Linked DNA regions of Mus musculus: region 2 is linked to region 1. The links are chromatin contacts, called in public HiChIP or PLAC-seq maps. All regions are on one chromosome and are shown on one strand. Each heading gives the region's core, a stretch centred on a gene start, on an enhancer-like site or on the middle of the called end of the contact. The rest is flanking DNA. Distances are from core to core; before and after follow the strand shown.

Region 1 (6,331 bases), core at 2,579-5,078:
TTAGATTTCTGAACAATGTTGGAATTGCCAAGTCCATGGGAACTCATGGAGATAAATTGAATGCAGTCTTCTGGGGTCCAGGGGTAGAATGTTATGATTTAAAGTGACGTGTTCCGGTATCAAGTTGACAAGAGGCAGCCTGTGATGCTCAGTCTTAAGTGTTGACTTGAATGGATTAAGAGATGCCAAGATTAGTCAAGTACAAGCCTGGGTGTTCTCAGAGATAATTACATCATTAGGGATCCGACCCAATCAACAGGTTAATGCCTTGACAGATTCATAATATGATGGCATCATTAAAAGTCAGTGAAGGCAAAAGGCAGGGCTCTTGGAGGAAGAATATCACCGGGGGCGGGGGGGGGGGACCTCTCTGGCCTCTTCACACACCCGTTTCTTGGCCTCTTGCTGTCATGATGCCCACTGAGCCGCTCTACCACATCCTCCCTGCCACAACAGGCTGACGCGTGTGAAGCCACGAGCCAAAATAAATAATCCCTCCCCTTTAAAAAAAAAGCCAAAATGATTATGTTTTCCATTGTGTATATTTTGCCCTGCTCAGGTTTCACTTTAAAGGAAATATGAAAAGTTGTTTTTAAAGAACTGAATCTGTCGAAGTCACGCAAACACAGGGAACAGGATGGCATGTCATCTGGGGAGCCGTGGCAGAGGGCCTGAGGTCCGCTACCTTTTTGGGAAGAGTCGGTTGGAAACAAAGCAGGTGCCAGCTCTCAAATGATCCTAAGGGCTCTGCAAAGGAATGCGAGGCCCAGACTGGAAGCCCTCGGGGAGGCACAAAAGCCTTCCAAGCGAGGGAACAACGTGACCATATTTGGGCTGTCAGAGGATCTTAGGCCTGGGGCGGCTTCACAAAGCGGGACTTCAGGGAGGAGGAGACAGGGAGGAGACAGAACCTAAGGCCTTCCCGGCCTTCCCAAGGTTTCCTCTAGGTGGGAGTCACCAGAAGCCCACAGGACAAAAGGCTCGAAGGGGATCATGAAAGAAGGAAACAGACAGCCAAGAATGCAAACGTCAAGTTGGAAAGAAAGGTAGAGCAGAGCAGTCTGTGGTCCCAGGCTTGGTTTAAGATAAGATGAAGTGTGCAGCAAAAACAGAGGGCCAGCTACTGCTTTGAGCACCCAAGAGGACATGCACAATGCTATTATTTGGATGTGGTTTGTCCCCTAGTGGTTCAGGTCCTGGAAGCTTGGCTGGCTGCAGCATGGTGATTCTCCAAGTCATAAGACAGGGCTAAGGTCATTAGGGTAATCCCTCCAAGGAATGAGAGTAAGTGGTGTGTGCTACTTTATTAATCGTGATGATGTTTCTTAATTAGAAGTTATGATCTTAATTAATTCTCTTTTTTTTTGTATTTTTTATTATATGAGAATTTTGCTTGCATGTATGCGAATGCACCACATGTGTGCCTGGTGCCCAGGGAGGCCAGTGTGAACGTGGACAGAACCCAGAGATACCACCGGGTCCTGGGCTGGGGCCGGCTCACCTGAGATGACCTCCAGGAGCAGCATGAGCTTCAGGCCATCTCGGAAGTCCTCTTCGATGTTCTCGATCTGTGTCCCCGCTTTGCGCAGGTGGGAGTTGCACCAGGCTGTGAACGTCTAATACAAAGGGAAGACAGGCAGATGGTCAGTCTCCTCATGGGCCACCGTAGTCTCTGAGGCACGCACCCCAGGCCTCAGTGGCTTCCAGGGTCCTCGCCCCACACTTTCTTAACAGTTGTTCTACGAAAGGCCTTCAACAGGCTTGGGCCATCCTCAGCGTATAAGCCACGTGAAGGGACCAGGGAAGGTGGCCACCCACTCAGCAGAATCCATAGTCACTCTTAGTGTGGTTGTTCCATATGGTCACATTAACTTATCCTCTGCCCTTAGTATATATGTCTGCCCCATCGTCCTGCCAGGTCCAGGTGTTTACTCAGCATCTGCATCCAGGACGGCTCCAGGGCAGCTACTCACAGGTGCTCAGTCTACCCTGGCAGATACTTCAACGGGGCCTGCACTTTCCCAGCTGCAGATATTCTCATGGATCCTGAACAGCAGTGAAGCAGCCAGCACTCCAATTTTCTTAGGGTCCCCAAAGCCATTGTCACCCCCAGTCATCAGGAAGTAATCTAGAGAACAGGACAACCTCACTCCTGCCCCACCGTTACCCCCTCCTAGCTACTCATTTTTAATTAAATAAGAAAGGAGGAATGTTGGCTTACAGGAACTTCCGCTAGGCTCCTCCCAGGAACCTAGCAAGCTTATGTCATTGGCTTACATCATCAGCTTACATCATCACCTGCCGTCTTTACCTGCTGCTGCCAGGCATGGGTGAGAATGAAAAGACTGCTCACCAGCCCAGATGTTTTTCTTTTTCTGTTCCCAGCCAGTCTTCCTGTCTCTGTCCCCCCCCCCGCCCCCATCTGTTCTTTGTCCCCCATTATCTGCCCCATTGGCTCTGCTCCTGTCTGTCTGCCTCTACCCCTTCTCTTCCTTTCCTTCTCCCAAGCCTCCCTTATATTAGGTTTGTTGCATGTTGTGATTTCTCAGGAGGGCATCTTGGCATGGGCCCGCCAGGTGTCTCCCCACCCCCGCAGAGTTACATTTCAAATATTACACAGAATGTGTAGATCTTTAAAGTAAGTACAGTTACTCTGTTTCTACACAATCTCTCCCAACTGCCACCTGTCCATACTTCACTTTGGACCCGAGCCACCACACTGCACATTCTCTGGGGCCAGGGATGGGAGTGTCTTATTCCACGATCACCACCTCCCAACCCCTTGTTCTTTTGTTTTGTTTTGTTTTGTCTTGTTTTTTGAGACAGGGTTTCTCTGTATAGCCCTGGCTGTCCTGGAGCTCACTTTGTAGACCAGGCTGGCTTTGAACTCAGAAATCTGCCTGCCTCTGCCAACCCCTTGTTCTTAAGCCCCGTCCAGACCCATCCTCCAACCTTTAGCCCCTTCAACCCTCAGCCAAAGGCTTCCCAAAGCTTCCAGGGAAACTGGCCAGTGCTAGCAACTGGAAGACAAACTGGAGTTGCCCAGCTGAGGCCTGTGAGTCTTGAAGAGGGGGGAGGAACTGAGGGAGGAAGGGGCTGTTGTAAGAAGACGATGGCTTGTGAAAGGCGAAGGGCTGTAGAAAGGAGCTATCAAACCCCACTTCCTGGGGAAGCTGTGGTGGCCAAAACAACACCTGTGTTTGTTCAGGTCTCCAGGACAAAGCTCTGGGGCTAATAAGCTTTGCAAGGAAGAGTCAATAAAAGCCCTAGTCCCCAGAGCCTCAAGGCTCAGTGCTCTGAACCCATCCAAAGTATTAAAGAACCCTACAAGCAGTAGCCATAAAGCCCAGGCATGGGGGGTGTGGAGTAATACAATGTTAAGAATGCACTCTCCTGTGAACCAGATCTGAATCCACTGTTCTCGGAACTCCAGCTCCCTTGGCAGTAAAATAGGGATTGCAAGGTACTTCCAAGTCCACAGGGTTTAAAAACCAACTTACAAAGTGCCTGCCACGTAGTGAGGGTGCCATTAACAGTAAGAAGGAAAAAGATACCACCACCACCACCACCACAAACCATGACAGGGCTGGGGAGGAGGGCTGGCTCCACTCTGGGCTCTCTCTCTCTCTCTCTCTCTCCCTCTCCCTCCCTCTCTCTCTCTCTCTCTCTCTCTCTCTCTCTCTCTCTCTCTCTCTCTCTCTCTCTCTCTCCTCCCTGCCTCCAGCCACAAAGCTACCCAAGGCCCCACCTTTTCAGGTGCTCCTGAGGGACCTTTGGGACTGGTGCCAATGTGTGCTTGAAGAACAGCAGAGGGGGGCAGTAAATTCTTGACAGCAACTCTGTGCATCACCGCAGACCACAGACCACCATGTACCGCCCAACTATGTTCTCTCCAGGTTGCAAGGTCCCCGCAGAAAGATCATCTCCTTAGCAGTGCCCCCAGGATTCAGCAAGGAAGGAGGAGAAGCTGGCAGCCAAAGGGACACCCACTGCAGAAACTCCTGGCCCCAACCAGGGTGGGCAGTGCTACACGCAGAGGCCTAATGGACCAACCTCATTTAAATAAAGGGGCAAGGACCCACAGACCTGCCTGCACCCCTGGCCTTCCTTTTTCTAACATTCCCTCACACCAAAAGTCTTCACTCTTCTCTGGGAGCCTGTTCATCTCACAGTCTAATAAGGAGACAGGGAGAGGGAGAAGATGGCCAGCCCCTTCACAGTCCACTGCGCTCTAGAAATGTGCTCAGAGGAAGGGTGTGCCACACAGGGTCTCAGGAGCCATGCTTAAGCAAGGACCACACTGAGACCTACTCCAGAGCTGGAACAGTGCCTTTGCTGTCACCCCTCTACTCCTATACCTCTCCCCACCATGCACACAAATACACACAAACATGCATGTGTGTTCATGTGTGTCCAGTGGCCAGCCTCTTCAGATCTTGGGCAGGGATTGAAAACTGGGAGGAACTTGGGTCCCCTCACCCATCCCTGACCTTGGTAACTAACGGTGGCACGAAGGGAAGACTGTATCCACGGAGCAGGGTATCTGAGGGACACATAGGAGAGAAGTTCATGGGTTGGCCGGTGAGATACATCTTGTCCCAGTTTCCTGGCTTCTACCATGTTCTCATTTTGCCCTTAACAACTACCATGGCAACATGTCTCCTTTAATATACCCTTAGAATCTCTCTGGTATTTGAGAAGGTGTCCTTCCTGTCTCCTGTGAACCACACAGCCTTCTCCATATACCTCAGTGATCAGAACTATACAATGGGGACAACAGTTAACTACCAGGCATGCCTGAGGCATAATACTAACAAAGTAGTAGTTTTTCTTTATGTTAATAATGGCCCTAAAAGTTAATGTGCCTGAAATACAGTGGGCCCTGAAGTGGCTCCCACTGTTATCACAATGACCTCCGAGTAGTCATACCCAACAAGGACTGGGGTACAAATGATTATTCCCATGACAGGAGCCAGGGGCTGAGTTTCTAATGTCATTGTCAGCTGTAACCTTGACCTTAGTAGGAAGAGGGATGCAAACACAGGAAGGCCACAAGCTTATGTGGCCTCACTGCACAGTACAGGAATTGCAGGACCACACAGGTGAGGTGGCCACAGATATGCCCACAAAGACCCCACATCTATCACTGTGGGTGAGTGGCCTGTCGCCGCTCCAACTCAGGTATCCAACAGCCACATGAGACAATGCTGACACCATGCGGACTGTAAACAGAAGGTCTGATGAGAGAGTCCTTTTAAAACCCAGGGAGGAACCCATGGTGGCACATACCATTAACCCCAGCACTTCAAGGAAGAGGCAGGTGGATCTCCATGAGTTCAAGGCCAGCCTGATCTACATACCAGGACAGCTAGGGCTACATAGTGAGACCCCATCTCAAAACAAAAACATGAAGGGGGTACCTGAACTGGGGAGGGGGGAATAGGGCTACTTGTAGGCTTGTAAGCACCACTATCTCCCTGCCAGAGGGAGAAAGCTATTGTCTTTACAGTGCATACTATAAGCACACTCCATCAATGGCATTAGGCTTGAAGAGATGTTGAGTTCAACATCCTCATTTTATAACGGAGGGCACAGGACCAGAAAGGGTTAAGTGTCTTTCCTCGGGCCATTGACACCGATTCTAACTTCCTCATAACTTCTGCTCCCCAGAATGATATGGCTTTGTGGCTCAGGGATAGCGGGGCAGGGTGGGGAAGGGGTGTAGAACCAAGGCTGAAACTTCAAGTGAGCCAAATTTCATGACATTCCACTGAAAACCAGTCACTGGAAAATGAAAGCCACATGGGTTTTGGGAAGCCCCTCCAGCATCAGCAGTGCTGGCAAGAGAGAGACAGCCTCCCTGGGGAGCATGGCGGTGAGAGGTGAGGAAGGGGGCTAGTGGGTGAATGTCCAAGAGATTGGAGACCACCCAGGAGGGAAGTAGACCAGAAAAAGATGGGCAGAAGGAACAGGACTCAGGAACTGGGCCTCTGACCAGCAGGAGACAAGACATGTCTGAGGAGGTCATCTCAACGTCCATAGTCAAAGAAGCATGCCTGATTCGGCCCCGGGGCAGAACAGGCAGCTGGTGAGAGACAGGGAGCCTCTGCAGCTGTACCCAAATGACCCCGTGCAGGTGACTTCACTTCTGCAGCTCTCCATGACCATATCTGGAAGATGACTGCGACACAGAGCCTAGGCAGCTGCTTTCAGGAGGATAAAGGACAGATAGCTTCAGGAAAGATCGGAGCTCGGTGGACTGAGGGACCCAGAGCTGGACATGTCATACGTCAGAGGAGGACACTGTGTGAATGTGCTGAAGGGGTTCACA
Region 2 (5,951 bases), core at 2,578-5,077, 200 kb after region 1:
AGAAGCTATGTAAAGATGGAAGAGTACACATACCCACATGCCCACTAATAATTAAAAATACAACAGGACAAAAATGAAATATCAGAAGATATAGAACAAAATAGGAAGCATGCACTGTATGTGGTAAGATTATTACTTCCTGTGTGCGCGCTACAAATTAGCATACTTTCAGCCAAGGCACAAAGGGGCGGGGCATGGAGAAAGGATGATGGATCCCTAATTCACACATCTAAACTGCTATAACGCACAGAAGTAAAAATGATAGTCAGCCAGTAATTTCACAGCTCAGTAAGCTATGGGAAGAAAAATACGCTCTTACCACTCTGTCTTTTCACTAATTTCCCACGGTAGAATCTGTCTTCTTACCTCCAGAGAATACTTTGGTGTTCCCACTGTTGAAAGCCAGGCAGAAAATGTTGGAATGGTGTTCCCCTTTCAGCTGTATGGGTTTGACCCTGGAATGGATAGCTTGTTCCATGTGCCATAGCAGAACTCGGCGGTCGTCTCCTCCTTTAGCAGAGAGCAAGAATCTAGGGTTAAAATAGTTATTGCAAGGCTAACATTTGGTTTTGCCACCTCAACTCCCATCCTTTCTGAATCTATATCTCTCCAACTATGGAAGACTCTGAGAGGGCACATAAATCTAAGATTTTTTTTTCCCATGAGGCACATGAACTCTAAAGCACCCACACTTTCCCAGGACTTGTTTGGTTGACTGTTTTAGGTTAGTGGTAATAGAGATGGAACCCAGAGCCTTGTGCATACTAGGCAAGTGCTCTATCTACCACTGTGTTAAGTCTCAGCCCTCTTCAAGTTCTGACTCTTAAACAGATAATACAGAAATTAAAATGAATAAGCTCTGGCATGAGACACTCCTTACCCAGTACCACTTTGTCCAGCTTGGCTTCCTTGAGACTTAGCATTTAAATGTTTATTTGCTTATTATTTGGAATCTTTCTAGTAAGTTTTTTGAGAAGGGAGCAGGAAATAGCCATTAGAACCTAAACTAGTTTCTACTACTTGTAACCAAAGAACTCTTAAGTAGTATTTCTAGCATAACAATTTGCAAAGCAATCTTTGATGTAGTCTTGGTGACTATGGGACAGTATACACACAACTAAGGGCCTAACTCCTATTAGGGTTGTTATACTGCAGTTCTTCTGGGGACCTGGCTCTTTTCATGTAATTTTCAGTGGTCTGAACTGCAAAAGCAGTAGCACACTGTATCAACTAGCTCCTAGAGAATCAGAATACATACGTGTGTTCTACATATTTGCCGACGTGTTAAAAAGTGTCTGGAGAGAGGAACAAACTACTAATGAAGATTACATCTAGGAAACAGAAGTGGGGAAGAGATTGCATTTCACACTTTGCACATACTCATGCACACATGCACATGCACACACACACACACACACACACACATGCACATACTATCAAGGTTCAAGTGCTTACCACTGAACTATTTATTATACCCATTCCTACTTGACTTTTTAAAAAATGGAAGTGTAGGTGTGTATCTGCATGTGGTTATGTGCACATGAGTACAGCTTCCTGCAGCGGCAGAGATGTTGGATTCCCCTGGAGCTGAAGTTGTGAGCTGGCTGACATAGGTGCTGAGAACTGTACCAGGTCCTCTTGAGGAGCAGCCAATGCTCTTAATTGCTACGCTATTTATCCCACGTCTCCTGTTTGACTTTTATAACAAGCCAACAACACCTGTTTGACTTTTATAACAAGCCAACAACATACTTATCTTAGTCAGGGTTTCTATTCCTGCACAAACATCAGGACCAAGAAGCAAGTTGGGGAGGAAAGGGTTTATTGGGCTTACATTTCCATACTGCTGTTCATCACCAAAGGAAGTCAGGTCTGGAACTCAAGCAGGGCAGGAAGCAGGAGCTGATGCAGAGGCCATGGAGGGATGTTACTTACTGGCTTGCTTCCCCTGGCTTGCTCAGCCTGCTCTCTTATAGAACCCAAGACTACCAGCCCAGAGATGGCACCACCTACAATGGGACCCCCCCCCCATCACTAATTGAGAAAATGCCTTACAGCTGGATCTCATGGAGGCATTTCCCCAACTGAAAGCTCCTTTCTCTGTGGTAACTCCAGCCTGTGTCAAGTTGACACCCAAAACCAGCCAGTGCAATACTCTTTTCCAAAAAATAAAAATAAAAAGATAAGCTACATGGGCAGCAATTAACAGTAGCCCTGAGCTTCTGGCTCTCCATCTACCCAAGGTTAAAAATATAAGGACTGGAATGGCCAAGCTAGTGGTGAAGCTATGCTGCCCTAGGTAAACAGTGCACTTGGCACCACTTACAGCACATCTATACAAACAGGATCATGCCACAGAGCAGGCTGTCAGTGGTTTATAAGAGCCTGTGCAGAAGTACCCAGAGGTCTTTTCTGGAGGAAGAATTGGGTGTAAAAGAGTATGGGCGCCAACATCCATTTGTGAAAAATATTTTTTAAGCTACATGACAGCAGAGATTTTGGCAGTTTTGTTGAAACGTTGGAATCTAAATGAATGAACCAAAAAGTCAGTGCTGGGGCTAGAGAGACGCCCCAGCAGTGAAGAGTGAGCACTGTTCTTACAGAGGGACAGAGAGAGTTCAGTGCTAGCACTTCATCATTGTGGGTCAGGGTCACCTGTAACTCCAGTTCCAAGAGATCCACCGCCCTCTTGTGGCCTGACAGGGTACTGTACTCATGTAAAAAGGCACACACACACACAATTAAAGATAAAAATGTTTTTAAAAACTAAGCACTGGACAGGATTATATAGCAGATTTTGCCTACACCTGCCTAGCCATTCCTAGGTGATTTTGCAGTATGGGAAGTTGTTACAGTGCCCACTGTAACTATTAGGCTGGTGCTGGGACACTTAAATAGGATAAAAAATGGGAAAGAACTACAGGAATAAATTTTCAGAGAATGTCTGATAAGGTATTCGAATTATATAAAGGGCCATTAAAGCTGAACAATGATAAACAATCTGAATCTTTGAAGGGGTGGGGGCGAACACACATTCGCTGATGTGGGTGCAGCCTCCCTGACTTCCCCTCCATGATGGACTACATCCTTGAACTGTGAATCTAAATACACTCACTCTCCCTTCTTAGGGTTCATTTCACTTTGAACTAAGATCACTAAAGAAGAAGAAGGAGGAGGAGGAAGAGGAAGAAGATGATGATGAAGAAAGAGGAGGAGGAGGAGAAAAAAAGAGGAGGAGGAAGAGGAGAAGAAGAAAGAGAAGAGGAAGAGGAAGAGGAGGAGGAGACGGCGGCAGCTTTTAAGTTACAGAAGAGTAGCCTTACCCAGAGGGTCCTGGCACTAAGCAGACTATATACCATGACTAAAGCTGTCATCTGGCATTCTTACTTTATGGTCCAGAACAGCTCAACACAGAAGGAAACAATTTGCTTTGCGTGTCCTCAAAAAGCTAGGCAAGCCCAGGCCAAGACCAGGGGAGAACCCTGAGACTCTAGGCAATAGTTAAGACTGAAAACCATCTAAACGCCTACCAACTGAAGTCTGGTTAGACTTCCTGTTTAAGACTGGGGGAGTGAAGTACTCCCGACACTAAGGAGCCTGAGGGAGGAGGATTACCATGAGTTTCAGACCAGCCTGGGATATGAATACTGAGTTCCAGGCCAACCTAGGGTACAGAGTGAGACCTTGTTTCAAAAAGCCAAAATAGAGGCTGGAGAAATAGCTCAGCAATTAAAAGCAATTGTTTCTCTTCCAGAGAACTTGGGTTTGGTTCCCCATGACCATTTCGGGTGGTTTACAACCTCACGTAACTCTAGGGGATCTGATGCTCTCTGCTGGTCTCTGTGGGTACTGCAGCAGGTACACAAACACATGAATGAGCACAAACACATAGAGATTTAAGCTGAGCCAGGCTAGTACTTGGGAGGCAGAAGACTGTGACTTCCAGGTCAACCTGGTCTACATAGTGAGTTCTTGGACAGCCAGAGCAATGTAGAGAGACCAGCCAGAGCAACGTGGAGAGACCCTTTTTCAACAACAACAACAACAATAATAGTAGTAATAATAATAATGTACATACCTCAAAACACCCTAATTTCTACAAAGTATCATCTATGAATTTATCCTTGCCTTTCAAATTTTTTATTTTTTTTAAAGATTTATTTATTTATTATATGTTAGTACACTGTAGTTGTCTTCAGACACCCCAGAAGAGGGCACCAGATCTTGTTACGGATGGTTATGAGCCACCATGTGGTTGCTGGAAATTGAACTCAGGACCTTTGGAAAAGCAGTCAGTGCTCTTAACTGCTAAGTCATCTCTCCAGCCCCGCCTTTCAAATTCTTTTAGGTAATACAGGACTATGAATCACATGAAACCCATCCTAGCACTTGGCAAGTAGAGGCAGGAGGACTATAGGAGACCACTGGGGGTGGGGGGGCAACAATGATCTGAATGCAGGACATGGGCACCAGAGACTGCTCCTTAGTCTACCTCAATCCAGCCTATTGACAGTGAAGAGATACTGAAACTAGGCAGATTAAATGGCCAGGTTTAAAACTTTTTAAAAAGAGTCAGCTTGATCTCAAAACTTCAGTGTAGCTAAAATGATGCCGAACCCTTGATGCTCTTGCCTCTTTTACAGACAACCAATAAGACATCAGGTTTTGTGTGGAGCTAGGTCCCAGGCAAACACTCTAGCAGCTGAGCTACACCACCTGCCCAAGTTTTTGTACACTGAATGATGGCTGCATTTGACCACAGGTAAGCTAGGTTGGGTGATCTGCCAAGGCACTAGGCTTTTTTTTTTCCTTCTTGCTCCAGCCCCACTCGCTCTGGCCCAAAGATGTATTTATTTATTATATGTAAGTACACTGTAACTGTCTTCAGACATACCAGAAGAGGCATCAGATCTCATTACAGATGGTTGTGAGCCACCAAGTGATTGCTGGGAATTGAACTCAGGACCTCCGGAAGAGCTCTCAGTGCTCTTAACCACTGAGCCATCTCTCCAGCCCTAGGCTGACTTTCAATGACACTTCTTAAATCAGGAGTATGGGTAAGGAATCCAAAGGCAACACAAGCAAGTCTGAAGAGGTAAGGGCTCCATCCAGACTTTGACCCCCACTGCAGAAGTTGCCAGAGACAGAACCAAGCCTTGTTGCACTGTCCTGTAATTAAAACTACTCTGGAGGCTGAGACAGGAAGATAAAAATGCAAAGCTTTCTTAAGCCAGAGGTGGAATAACATCTATAGGTATCTGCAAACACCCAATTTTTACCAAGGACTTTCCTTTTAAAAGATAAATCTGTTTATCTAATTTTATCTCATACCAGATAAGAGAGCAAAGTTATTCCTATTTTAAAAGGCTCAAAAGTCAGGGCTAGGCATGGTGGCCTATACCTATAATTCCAATATTTGGGAGGCAGAACTGAGGTAAATTTGAAGCCAGCTTGGGCTATAGAATGAGATCCTGCTTGGGAAGAAGGGAAAAGAAAATGAAGTCTGACTTGCCTTGGTTCCTATCTTGGAGTACTCTACATTAAATAGGTAGTGGGTATCAAAGCACCACTTTTAACTGGATACCTAGAACCCCGAGAAATAAAGTGCTTTCTCTAGAATCAGATAACTAGTGTGTTGGAATATAATAAAGTTATAGCTTTAAAATCTGAACTCGATCCAGTCAGTCTTAGACAATGTTTCTAATTCCTGGGCAGAAACAGATGAAATCTACCATGCTCAAGTGTGCTTTCTCCTCACACCAGTCACTCACTCTCAATCATCCCTGGGGGATTATTTTCTCCAATTGCCCCATTTTGCTTATGAGGAAACAAATATAAAAGAAGCTAAGCTCACTAGTCCTAAGGTACTACCATCAATTAGGGATTAAAGTTCAACATGTCCTTGCTCTTCCTAAACACCACTGGATAATTCTAGACACTGGAGAAATGTT

The links. HiChIP or PLAC-seq counts read pairs in DNA pulled down with a chosen protein or histone mark.
Region 2: an H3K27ac HiChIP or PLAC-seq map of trophoblast stem cells shows a contact between it and region 1, with 5 times the contacts expected there. The contact joins two enhancer-like sites. A contact is called at or near these places in 10 of 39 promoter capture datasets (the C10 cell line, the HPC-7 cell line, cranial neural crest and 7 more), 2 of 15 datasets of contacts at CTCF or cohesin (the NIH/3T3 cell line and large pre-B cells), 5 of 484 Hi-C or Micro-C datasets (the G1E-ER4 cell line, bone marrow-derived macrophages, granulosa cells and 1 more) and 10 of 115 datasets of contacts at active chromatin or transcription factors (the HPC-7 cell line, bone marrow-derived macrophages, double positive thymocytes and 4 more).

The regions. Positions count from the first base shown.
Region 1 is chr12:80,207,858-80,214,188 of GRCm38.p6, forward strand. It overlaps Actn1 (actinin, alpha 1), which reads right to left. Exons shown (of 21, transcript NM_134156.3): 2 at 1,502-1,616. Among named protein-coding and RNA genes, the nearest start is that of Actn1, 49 kb to the right of the region's middle. Within about 2 kb of position 3,829, at least 93 of the 459 cell types and tissues checked have an H3K27ac peak or open chromatin away from gene starts, as enhancers often do. A contact at or near this core is called in trophoblast stem cells, where this site is marked.
Region 2 is chr12:80,404,189-80,410,139 of GRCm38.p6, forward strand. Dcaf5 (DDB1 and CUL4 associated factor 5) reads right to left here. Exons shown (of 9, transcript NM_177267.5): 2 at 367-510. Among named protein-coding and RNA genes, the nearest start is that of Mir1843a, 15 kb to the left of the region's middle. Within about 2 kb of position 3,828, at least 6 of the 459 cell types and tissues checked have an H3K27ac peak or open chromatin away from gene starts, as enhancers often do. A contact at or near this core is called in trophoblast stem cells, where this site is marked.